Regions from separate parts of the Gossypium hirsutum genome. Here all the other regions are linked to region 1. The links are chromatin contacts, called in public Hi-C maps. All regions are on one chromosome and are shown on one strand. Each heading gives the region's core, a stretch centred on a gene start, on an enhancer-like site or on the middle of the called end of the contact. The rest is flanking DNA. Distances are from core to core; before and after follow the strand shown.

Region 1 (2,866 bases), core at 259-2,758:
AGTTGAACGTAATACTCATTCAATGGAATGACCATTACTTCATATTACTTGTCTTCTTGTAATAGCTATTCTTTGGTATCACCAAAGAATGACTATTCCATGCAACATTGAATAATAAAGAAAAATTAATTTTTAGATTAGTCCTTTAAAACTTGGACTTAGAAAATATAAAAATAAAATATTTGAAATAATTTAATATAATTTAATATAAAATATTTAATGTCAAAATATAATTTAAAATAAAAATATTTTAATATAAAAATAATTATATTAAAAATATTATTATTTTTATTAAATTATATTTAATAATAATTATATTAAAATATGATTAAATTATTTTTAATAATAATCCTATTAAAATTTAATAACAATAACAATAATTATCTACTTACAAAAAAATTGATAAGGGTACTCCAATCATTTCAATTTTTTCCCTTATACTATTATAACATCATTCCATTCAACCAAACATAAGAATACTATTACAGTTTTATTCAATTCCATTGAACTAAACATTGAATTATTGATTACAGCTCTATTGTATTACAACTCAATTCTATTACAACGAACCAAACGTAGTGCTGGATAATACATTCCAACCAAATGAACCAAACAAGATAATGTAACATACCATCGACAACCTTATGTCAGCGAACCAAACGTAGTGTTGGATAATACATTCCAATCAAATGAGCCAATCAAAGTAATGTAACATACCATATACAACCTTACGTTTTTTGTAATTCTATTACGAAAATTTATATTATATTCCTTGAACCAAACATTCCCTGAAAGTTCTTTAATATTGATTTCATAGCTAAATTTTTTTTATAAATATCAAAACATATATGAAATTTGATTCAATGTGCATTATCATATATGAACTTTGATTTTATACAATTTTATGCATTAAATTTTAATTTGATTCAATTTTTACAAATTTCTAACAATATTATTGAATTAACACAAATCACATTGATATTATATACAAAAACAATTATATTAATTCAATATGAAAATAAATTTATTTATTTATTTTTTTAAATGTGTAGAATTGAATCCAAATTAAAATTTATTATATATATAAAAACTAAAATTCAAATTTAATATATATAATTGTACCAAAGTATATATTACAAATTACACATTTTAATTGATTTTGAATTTATGGGTTTTAGATGTGAGGTTAACATGATTTCACGGTTTTCTTTCTTCTAATTTTCAATTATTTGGATTTTAGTTATTTAATATGAGATCCCTTCGATTATTTAGAAGTAAAAAGTTCGGACTCATGGCATTTTACGATTAAACCACGTCTTTAACATTTCAAAATTTAATATCCTTGCATAAAAAGTATCCACAAATAAGTAAATTACGTCATGCTAAAGAAAATGTCACTAAAATGCTCTCATCCTTGCCGGTATACTGTTGAACTATGCCCTCGTGTTTCCCGCCAATTTGTTACTCTTTTTTTTTATGACCGTTTTATCCTATTCCTTCCTTGCAGAGCTAACAAATTACGCCACCTGGCTTTATCCCATCATTTCTATCTAATTATTGAAGGAAAAAAATAAACAAAAAACACTTCAATTCCCATTCTCTCTCCTCGATTTCTCACTCGATGTGGGTTGCCACCGTACTCCACCGACCGGTCGTCCCGGTTCCCCTATTCTTCACCTCTCATCTAAGCCCCAAAGTACTCCTTAAACCCAAAACCTTTCGTTTTGGTTTCCCCTTGCCGTCACTAAAGTTGAAAGCTTCGGCGACTAGGAAGCAGTTGCAGACTCAGGAGCCAGGTTTTTACTATCATTTATTTTTCGGCTTATTGGCTTTCGTCAAATTCAATCGACGGACAAGATTCTGTGGAATTTTTATAGTTAATATCTGATTAGGGTTTAAATTGCAGATAATGAAGGTTTACGTAATCAAGAAAAAAGCGATGATCAAAGCTTTGATTTGGGATGGCTTCCTACTTTCCCTCACGTTTTGGTTGCTTCAATGTCCAATTTCCTTTTCGGCTATCACATAGGGTAAGTGTTTTTTTAATAAAAACATTGTTCTTTCTTTCTGAAAATTTAATTGTTGTTTTCTTTTCCTTGCTCTTTTTGCTATGCAATGAAGCATTTGAATATTCTGGAGCTTAATTCAGCTCTTATTGAATTTTTTTTTATGCTTTATTGTTCTTTCTAATTAGTTGCTCGCTCGTTTAGCTGTTGAGAAATTGGAAATTATGTTGCTAACTGATTTATATGCTTACAAGAGTTTTATTTATTTAACTATAAATATTCCATAAAAAAACTATAAATAAGGAAACTAAACACTGAATTATTGTCTTTTAATGTATAAACCTGGTTGTAGAGTGTTAAAATTTCATCGGGAGTGTATGGAAGGAATTCATATACCCGGTCTCTTAATTCTCCCTAAAGTACCGATGTCCAACACTTGTGTTTGACATAGGTATGGGATATGATCATATATGTGAAGAAATAAAATAGAAACAAAAATATTGAGTATGCCCATATTGGACTCACACACGTATTCAATACTCACCATAACATAGGTGTAACTTGAAAATCAATGATATTTTTAAAGAGTAAAATTGTTTTGTCTAAGAGTCAGTTCACAAAATTGCATTCTTTGTTTTGCAGAGTAATGAATGGTCCAATCGTTTCAATTGCAAGAGAACTTGGTTTCGAAGGAGATCCAATTCTTGAGGGGATTGTGGTAAGCATATTCATTGCTGGAGCTTTCATTGGAAGCCTGAGTTGTGGTTCACTGGTGGACAAACTAGGTTGTCGCCGGACCTTTCAGATTGACACAATACCATTGATACTTGGTGCAATTGTGAGGTGAGAATAACATATAG
Region 2 (3,154 bases), core at 526-3,025, 340 kb after region 1:
TTACATTATTTATTTTAAACTCGCTTTATGCATTTTTCATTTTAAATTGTTTTATTATTTACTTTAAAATTTTATATATATTATCAATTTCAAATCGTTACATTTTTTTTCACATATATACTAGTTATTTCTTAAATGTCTTGTATATTATTTATTTTAAATTTCTTTTTACATAACATTTATTTTAAACTCATTTATATATTATTTATCTTAAATTATTTTACATATTATTCATTTTAAACTTTTTCTGTATATTATTTATTTCAAACTTTCGCCTATATTACCTATTCTAAAATTTCTTATATATATATTCTATTTTTAAATTATTTTGTACATTGTTGATTAAATTTCTTTTTCATTATTTATTCTAAATTCATTTCTTATCATTTTAAAATTTGTTTTACGTTTCAGTCATTTTAGTTTGCGTTATAATATTTTTAATTCATTTGTCTTTGATTATTAATGATTAGTATTTAAGTGACATATGTTATGTGATTATTGCCATTGTGTGTAGTATAATTCGTTTATTCGTATTTTTGTTATTACCATTTGCTTGTATAATATTATATTCGTGTTGTTATTCCGTACTCTATGTTATATTTTTGTTTTATCTAGTTTAAATCATATCATACATTAACCTAACATACTGACCCGACTTGGATCGCTTAATTTTTTTTCCAAAAAATAATACACGTTATTTAAATATCGTATTTGCTATTGTTCAAAAACAAAATTTTCTAAAATAAGGCAATGTTTTGCGTTTTAGAACATCGAGGGATTGTGCCCTAACTTACGGGGTTTCGATTTTTTCCTTGATTCTAAATAGCCAAATATCCTTTCGAATTTTAAAATACATGGAATTCTAATTAAAATTAAAGACAAACTTGTGCTTGAGAGTTCATGGTATTGTGTCCTAACTTACGGGATGTGATACTCCGATATCTCGAGATGAGGAAATCTTTAACAATTGTTTTGAGCTAATTCAAGAATTTTTAAAATCGATGCTAATAAAAAAGGATAGTATTTCAAATCCGTCCCCAGTTTTCAACTATTCGACATTGAGCCACAAACTAATCAATTCGGTACCAATTTTTGGACGTGTCGAGGGTGCTAATCCTTCTTCGCATTTAACCGACTCCCGAACTTGTTCTCTTGAATTTCGTAGACCAAAATGCTGTTTTAATAAACTAAAATTGTTTTAAAACAAAAGTGATCCGATCACACCAAATAAAGATCGATGACAACTCCTATTTTAATTTTCGCTTTCAAATAAAGTCGATTACCAATAGTTTCGACAATATTGATAATATCTAAAAAAAGATATTCAACATGTTAATATAATATCTTTTAATACAATGCATTAATTATCATAAATTTTATTCCTCATCAATTTTATGTCGTTTTCTATCTTGGTTTTTTTTTTCTTTTTCTTTTTCTGAAAGGACCTTCTCATCACGGTTAGATTCAAGCTCACAGTTAAAAAAAAGCTGGCTTTGTACTTATCCGGTTATCAAATTCAACAATTTCTTTATTAAGTGAAAAAGAAGAAGCGAGTTGGGTGTTTCATCTTCAAGTTGGTAGTATGTTTGGTTTTTTGGTAATAGTATAATTGGTTAGATTGTTGTTATATAATTTCAATTTTTATAAATAGAAACAGGCGAAGCACATCGTAAGGGTATTCTCGGCGCGTAGGTATATTAATTAGATCAGATCTCCTTCTAATTTTACCATTTTAGCCTTCGTCTTCCACTTCTTTCCAGTTTCCTCCAAAGCTCTCACATCAATAATTAGTACTAAGTACTAACTCTTATTTATTTATTTGTTTCGAATATCCAATAATTTTTGAATACACATAGACGTGTTGTGAACGTGTCGAATCTTGCCTGCCTTCATCACGCCTTCCAACCCAACCAAACTCTTTCCCTCTCAACCATTATTATTTCCTTTCATTTCATTTAATACAAAACAATTTCATTTTTCTTTTTGCCTTTTAATCTGATTCTCTCTCTTTTATTAAATGTTGTTATGAAGTTAAAAGTGTGATTGTGTTTCCTTCCTTTTCTCTCCCTTTTTTGTTTTATCACTTCCATTTTCATGGAATTCCTTTCTTCAAGGTCTATTTTCCTCTCTTTCTTAGTATCTATCTATGTATATATATAGTAATGTTGTTTATTTTGGATATGAATGAATTTTTTATTTCTTATATGCTAATTGTTTAGCTGTGATTTGCTGTAATTTGAAATTAAAAACAGAGCTTAGAGCTTAATTTTGATGGGGAAGCACGACGATGAGCGCTCTGTTTTTCCTTTAACCAGTCTCCAAATCGGGTAATTCTTTTAACTATTTTTACTTTTACCATCTGTATGCTTGATCTGAGTAGAAGTTGAAATTTTGGCTTCAGACTATGTTCATGGACTCGGATTGACTGTCATAGATATACATGTTTGAGGCGGTATATGCATTTCCTTTTTTCGAAGTTTTTCATATATGTTGGGATCATATTCCAATGCTCATTTCCGGTATATGCGCTTATGATTAGAAAAATATGAGTTGGTTAACATATGCTTCAGCTGCTAGTCATACTTCATACAGTCGTGTTATTTTTTTTTCCCGATTTCTGATTAGTGATCTTTTTTTCTTTCTTTTAATGAGTGTTGATACATTTTTTTATATGGTAATTTTGTGTGTTTCTAGGACTTCATTTGTAGAAATATCAAATCCTGTGCGTTAATCAATTGATTTATTCTAAGCACTTGGTTTATGGGAAATATCACAATCACTGAGTTATTTCTCAGGGTTTTCCACTTTTCTTATGTATTATTTGAAATTTTATTGTCTAATCTCTGATTGCAGAGACTTGCAGTCTTATCTATCGGATCTTAGCCTTTTCTTGGCCCCTGAAAGTAAAAAATTCTACATTTTGGTGGACAACCGGCCATGGCTTAGGGACTTAGGTTCACGTCCTGCTCACTTGTGGCAATTGATGGTTACCAAGGTTGTTGAGCACACCTTTTATTTTGATTCTTTTGAAATATATGGTTTTATTTAATTATTTTTAATTTTCAAATGATTAGAATATTTTAATGAATTTAAGTGGATTTTTTTTCTTCCTATTTACATTTTACAGTCCAGGTTATCTCCTTTTGCTAACACC
Region 3 (3,342 bases), core at 455-2,954, 260 kb before region 1:
TATTTTAAAATAAAAGATATTATTTAATAAAAAATAATATTATAATGTACAAATTTATTTTACAATTCACATTCGAGATTTATGATTATCCCTTCTTAATAATATTATTGTTAAGATTTAAATTTTTGGCAAAAATAATATACTTTATTATTTTTCTTATAATATTAACAATTGAAAAATTCCAAATCCATAACTCAATAATAATAATAATAGAAAAGAAATTGGAAACATAAAAAGGAAAAGAAAGTAGACATCATGCCATCCATGTGAAAGCTTAAGTTGGCGTAAAAGAAAAACGATGAAAACTCACTTTCCCATCTCCTTTTTAATACTGACCCATACTATATGAGTTATGATTTTATATATTTCAGTCTTTTTATATGATTTTAAAATCGAGTTAATTTTAGATGGTTTGAAGTTTTTGATTAAATTTAAATTGATTTACGGTTTCAGTTTTTCATTTCCACAAAAACTCACTTCTTTCTAATGTATGAAAATTTTGATCTAGGACTTGATTGAAACGGAATTTATTTCTTTCTTTATTCCATCTAATAATTAAGTTTATTATGGGTGAATCGTTCAATAATTAAATCAAATTAAAAAAAAATAGCTAAACCCATTCTCTTTTTTTTTCCTTTTTTATTATTAAAATTTTTATCAAGGTGAGATTTAATTCTAAATTTTAAACACAATTTCAGTAAATTAAATAATTATTGCTGTTTACTATTATGATGTTAAAATTAGGATACACAAGTGGGATTAAAAAAAATTTCATATGTTCGGTTTAAGTTAATACGCTAGAGTTTATGAAATTCGAAGAAACGAATTCTAAATTTTGTATGGTATTTTCTAGTCGTATTGTTGTGTTAACCGAAAGCTCATATTCTCCTTTTCTTTTATATTTTAGTTTTTCTTTCATAAAATATCTTTAAATGTTAGGAATTTACAAACTGAAACTGAAAATTACTTTTTTCTCCAATCTTCAATATTAATTGGCAAATTGACTTAGATCTAAGTTTTGTCCTTCGACTCTCGGTGGTTACTAATCCACCGCATTGATCATTAAATCATCGCTTGCAGCTCCCTAATAAGACCCTTTTTTAAAAAAAATTAACAATTCAATGACTTAAATAAAAATTTTAGATGAGTAACTAAAATATAAACTTACTTATAGTTAATGACCTTAAATGTGATTTACCTTTCTTTTTCATTGAACCCAAGTGATTATCTGAATTGAACCAAAATATAGAACTCTACAAATTTAGGGTAAGTTTAGATAGACTGTAGATTTAGTTACAGTTAGGGTAAAAAATAGCTATAATGGTGAAATTAGATATTATAGTATGAGACAAAAAATAAGCTAAACACACTATATCATACCCCACCGTCCATCCAAATCCACCTTTGACTCTAAATATCATTATAACCCAAAAAATATTAAAAATAAAACATAATACAATATTATGTAAAAAAAATAATATGAAAATGATACTAATAAATTAAGGTTTAATTGAATGATAAACTCTTAAAAGAAATTATTTGTTTAACTATTTAAATATATTTTTTTCAAACTATAAACTTTCATTATTTAAAAACAGATACCCAATTAAGTTGTGACATGTGTCATATTTATTTATTTAAAATTCTTTTACCGTCCATCAATTCCGAGCGATAATTTATGCACAAATCGTATAACCCATTCTAACCCAATACTGTCTATATAAAAAAAATAAAATCAAAACACGATCCCTCGTCTCTCTCCTTTGTATCTCCCTCCAATCGTGCCGCCTCACTCGTTTCTCACGTGACTCTTCAGTCTCCCTCTCCATATATTCGCAAACAAGCTCTCTTCCTCTCAATCAATCCTCAAAATAACTGCGAAAGAAAAAACCTCTGCTTTTTTCACTTTTCCTTTTATCGTTTCTCCTTTTTGCGGTGAAAATGGCAGAGCCTGCAACAGCAACACAAGCAGCAGCACCAGCAGTGGCTCTGCTGAAAGATGAGCTCGACATTGTTATACCAACCATAAGGAACTTGGACTTTCTTGAGATGTGGAGGCCATTCTTTCAGCCTTACCATCTCATCATTGTTCAAGATGGTGATCCTTCAAAGACCATCAAGGTCCCTGAGGGCTTTGACTATGAGCTTTACAACAGGAACGATATTAACAGGATCCTCGGTCCTAAGGCTTCTTGCATTTCCTTCAAGGACTCTGCTTGTCGTTGCTTTGGTTACATGGTATCCAAGAAGAAGTATATCTTCACCATTGACGACGACTGCTTTGTAAGTTTCTTTTTGTTTTTTCAATTTTATTGTGGTGTTTCAGAATCTGGGGTTTCCTTATTTTAGTCAAATTTTGGATCTTTACATTGTATTGTTTGGAAATTTGCGTGCTTTTATTTTTTTTCTTGATTTAAATTGAATTCCTGTGATGTTTTAGTACCTTGGTTTTTGTTATTATGGTCAAAAGTTGAATCCTTTGATTGTTTTGATGGGAGACTTGGACACTTTGGTAGTTTGGTTTAATCTCCTCTTTCCCCCTCAATTTATGTTGACATATTCGTAGCAAATGAGAAATCGAATTCTGCTTGCTTCAGATTTACTTTGAAAGCCTTTCAGATCATGCAATCTACATAGTTGAAATTCAATTTCAAATACTACAGTAATTTATAGCGCAATCAATTTATATATTACAATTCCTTCCCGAATCTGGATTTGAGTTCTGCATTGTCTGATATGCTTGCCAGATCTTCAGAGTCTGAGATGATTTATGCATTTGTTTTCCTATTATTATGTTGTTTATATTGCAGTGTGGAGAGTCAGTTTTTCTTTTATTAGCTTCTTTTTACTTTATTTATTTATTTTTTGCAGTTGGTTATAGAATTCAAATTACTTTCACATGCTATGCACCTCTAGCAGCTTTGTACCTGCCTAATCATGGAGATATACCTTTCAATTGATAAGTAATTGGTTGGACTGGAATCTACAGATATGAGATTCAAAAATCTTGGATGATTGTATCTGTTTGTGTTATTGTATATTCCTGCTAAATCTACAGGTTCAGATCTGTATAGTTGATTTATATTCTGAGTGATGATTATGTGAGGAATCGCTTTTGTACTTCATCTATTAGTTTTAACAATATGGGTTCAATGTATGATTGGGGGCTCGTTTGTCTCTTTCAGAATATAAGAATATTGACAACCCTGACCAAACCATGGATCCTTTTTTGTTTATGATCAGGTTGCTAAGGACCCATCTGGCAAAGCGATCAATGCACTTGAGCAGCACATCAAGAATCTGCTATCACCATCCACTCCCTTCTTCTTCAACACCTTGTAT
Region 4 (3,123 bases), core at 613-3,112, 400 kb before region 1:
TTAAGCATAAAGAAACCGTGTATCACCTTTATATTTTGGTCTTTTTTTGTTTTATTTCTTAAGATATAATTATACTTTGTCAACCAAACACTTGTAGAGAATTAGAATTTCTTATAATTATAAGAGTTCTTGGGGCAAGTAACTGGGGTGCTACGTTTATGTTTATATTTAATTCAGTGGGACTTAATAATTATAATGATTACCCACACTTGTCACGCATATAATTATACACAATTGCACTCAAATTCAATTACAGGTGGCTTTCCAAACACATGTTTAGTAGTATTCATTTAAATGATAACTAGAAGCATAAATCTTTCTGTAGGTTCCTATCCCCCTGATATGGTGAGGCATCTTCCATTTTTCCTTCTGTGTTTTTTGTTTTGGGAGAGGTGTTGACTGGATAGATTGAAGGTTCAGTTTACTGACTATTATATTATAACAATTATGATACCAATCTAATTATCCCTTCTGTAATCTGATTGGCAGTAAATCTGGCATTGGGAAGGGAATGTTGGTTGAAGAGCAAAAGAAGATGAAACAACATTTGAAGGCTCTAGAGATGGAGGACATATCTTCGTTTATGGAATCTCTTCCTTCCAACTTTCTCATAATATTGCGGACAGAGTAAGATAAATTCAGTAGCCTATTTGGAGTTCAATAGCTCCTAATCTCATTTTGGTCTTTTCTGTTTTAGTGAATTACTGAGATCTACAGTAAGCAAGCTTGGTGCTTCAAAATGGGTGAGGTTGCTAACCTATGGAAAATATGCCTCACTTGGTCTCTCTCTGAAGTCGAATCCATGCTCTGGTAAACAGTTCTTCTAAACCCTTTTTTTTTTCCTTTAATTTTATTCTAAATCAGTTGTTATCTGGCCAAGCCAGGGAGAGCTTTTAATGGATGCATCTGTTGTTGTGTTTGTACATTTACGAGTGTATAGTAAGAAAGAGATTTTTATATTCATGAGCAGTTAACGTCGGTATTCTTGGAAGGAACTGATTTTGTGGTCGCATATTTTGTTTTAATTTACAATTTAAGGAATACAATTACTTTATCCTCGTGTGTTCAGATTTGACATCATTGGCCCTATATACCAGATTGATAGGAAATATAGAATACATTCTTCTAAGGCTTACTATAGGTAAGGTTTTTTCTTCTCATAAGTTCTGATATGTAGGTATGTCAGGTAATAAAAAAAAAAGGTACCTGAATGATTGGAACATTTTAACATTTTCAGGGGTAACGAATCTGGTTTTGTGGATGGAGAAGCTGAAGCGATGTCTGAATAAGTTTTATGGAAAGATGAGTGCTGCTGGAAAAGGTATGTCGACAATGTTCTTCAACATCTACTTCAAAATGTAGATTCTTTTTCCTTTCTTTTTTGTCTTATGTACTTCGTTATTTACACCAAGTAAATTTTGAGCAGAAGCCATATGTAGATAAAGCTTCCTAGGGCTCAAGGAGCACTGTATTGTAGTTTGATATTGGCTTTTGTTGTAGAACTATAAAATTACTCTGAATCTGAAGAATTGTAAGAACCAGAATATTACTCAAAGCTTAACTTGGTGATGAAATTATTTTAAGAAGTACCATTTACTGGGTATGGATTTTGAGTTCAAGCATTTGCAAATTTTTACTACAATCTTTTACGTCAGAAAAAGGAAAAACAAACTTAGATAAGAATTTAAAAACTAGTTTATATATATATAGAGAGAGAGAGAGATTTATATATAAAAGCATTCATTTGGAAATATTTTTAATCACTGAAAATTTTTATTATTCATTATTGTTATATCCAGGCCAAATGGGCTAAGGCCTGTAACAAGGCCCAAAAGAGCTCAAGTTCCAACTGGTACAAAGATCACATGAGCTTAGGCTTTATAAAGTACAAAACATAAATGCTATGCTAGCAAGAACAATGTCACGTGGCACGTAGAGGAATCACCTCTAGCTTTTATCCGACTCAAAAGCTATGCATAGTGTGACTTGCCAACATTCCTAGCGAATAAGAAACATTGCATTAGCTAAAAAGACTAGATCAGACTAGATTTGGGCAATTAAGGGGCAACTTAAAGCTTTATTACCTATGTTAAAATTTAACTTAATTTTAGCTTTGACCACGTATATATTTGGATCCAGACCAACCACTTACGATCCTAGTTAGTCGATAGCAAGTTTTAGCCCAAATCCTATCTAATGACTAAGTTCTGGAACAACTAATCAACTAAAAATGTCAACTTCAACTCATCGGTGTGTTTTCTCTAAGATGCCACCAGTTTGGTTTACTAATCAGTTACCATTGGATAATGCCAAAATCTTTTGAGAATTGGTCCTTCGCAACCACTTCTACCATTAACGACGATTGTAACACCCCCTTACCATGTAAGAAATGCTACATTTACGTACCAAACAAATCACTCATGTTCTACTCATCTTTTAGACTCATTTGAAGCTATTTAAGGCTTCTTCAATAATTTCTAAACTGAATATGTAAACTGGTTGCAACCAGAGATCATTCAGAGACCCCTTGATGTAAAAAACAACATAAATTAAGAAAACAAGGTAGAGGTATTGACGCATGCCCCAATTTATCGGTACCTTGACCTTGATACTATTCATTTTTACATTATGTTTGAGCTTTATCAATACAAGCCCTCTAAGTATCAAAATTTGGGTGTATGGAAGCTAAAATCAAGCTTAAAAATACCTCAAAAAGTGTCATAACTTACTCCAATTAATCCCAATCATTCTCAATCATTATTTGACCTTAAAATACTCCTAATTATCTTTGTAAACATCATGCAATTCATCTATTAGAGTTGCATGACCCAACTTCTTGTTAAAAAAAATAATGGCAAAATAAGGGGATCTGTGGGGGCAAAGGTCGAGGGCCATAGCTGCCGCAAATCTCCATTAAGTATAAAATTAGACTGGGGTCGTAACCGAGGGTGTGCCCTCACGATACGGTACAAGCTGTACAAGTGAAATCCGTATAAAAGTACACTTATTCTGTTTGATATTGATTAGAATAAGGTGTTTCAACCTTACTACATTGCTTCTATTTGACATTGATTATAATAAGGTTTTTCAACTTATAAATAGATGTAGTCTAAACTCCTCTTG

What was found. A called contact is a pair of places that touch in the nucleus more often than the background predicts.
Region 2: a Hi-C map of leaf shows a contact between it and region 1, with 2.6 times the contacts expected there. The contact joins the promoter of LOC107920356 here to the promoter of LOC107888281 in region 1. A contact is called at or near these places in 13 of 34 Hi-C or Micro-C datasets (callus, hypocotyl, leaf and 1 more).
Region 3: a Hi-C map of leaf shows a contact between it and region 1, with 2.5 times the contacts expected there. The contact joins the promoter of LOC107952845 here to the promoter of LOC107888281 in region 1. A contact is called at or near these places in 8 of 34 Hi-C or Micro-C datasets (callus, hypocotyl and leaf).
Region 4: a contact with region 1 is called in a Hi-C map of leaf, with 5 times the contacts expected there. The contact joins the enhancer-like site here to the promoter of LOC107888281 in region 1. A contact is called at or near these places in 16 of 34 Hi-C or Micro-C datasets (anther, callus, fibers and 3 more).

Annotation. Positions count from the first base shown.
Region 1 is chrA07:56,923,442-56,926,307 of Gossypium_hirsutum_v2.1, reverse strand. LOC107888281 (probable plastidic glucose transporter 1) reads left to right here and starts at 1,508. Exons shown (of 12, transcript XM_016812340.2): 1 at 1,508-1,796; 2 at 1,907-2,030; 3 at 2,649-2,849. The coding sequence starts at 1,622.
Region 2 is chrA07:56,582,224-56,585,377 of Gossypium_hirsutum_v2.1, reverse strand. LOC107920356 reads left to right here and starts at 1,775. Exons shown (of 11, transcript XM_016850035.2): 1 at 1,775-2,114; 2 at 2,253-2,327; 3 at 2,854-2,995; 4 at 3,128-3,154. The coding sequence starts at 2,272.
Region 3 is chrA07:57,182,321-57,185,662 of Gossypium_hirsutum_v2.1, reverse strand. It overlaps LOC107952845 (UDP-arabinopyranose mutase 1), which reads left to right and starts at 1,704. Exons shown (of 4, transcript XM_016888040.2): 1 at 1,704-2,283; 2 at 3,244-3,342. The coding sequence starts at 1,942.
Region 4 is chrA07:57,327,285-57,330,407 of Gossypium_hirsutum_v2.1, reverse strand. It overlaps LOC107946408 (aarF domain-containing protein kinase 1), which reads left to right. Exons shown (of 16, transcript XM_016880715.2): 13 at 490-627; 14 at 698-810; 15 at 1,070-1,141; 16 at 1,238-1,603. The coding sequence ends at 1,362. Among protein-coding and RNA genes, the nearest start is that of LOC107946408, 18 kb to the left of the region's middle. Within about 2 kb of position 1,862, at least 2 of the 9 cell types and tissues checked have an H3K27ac peak or open chromatin away from gene starts, as enhancers often do. A contact at or near this core is called in leaf, where this site is marked.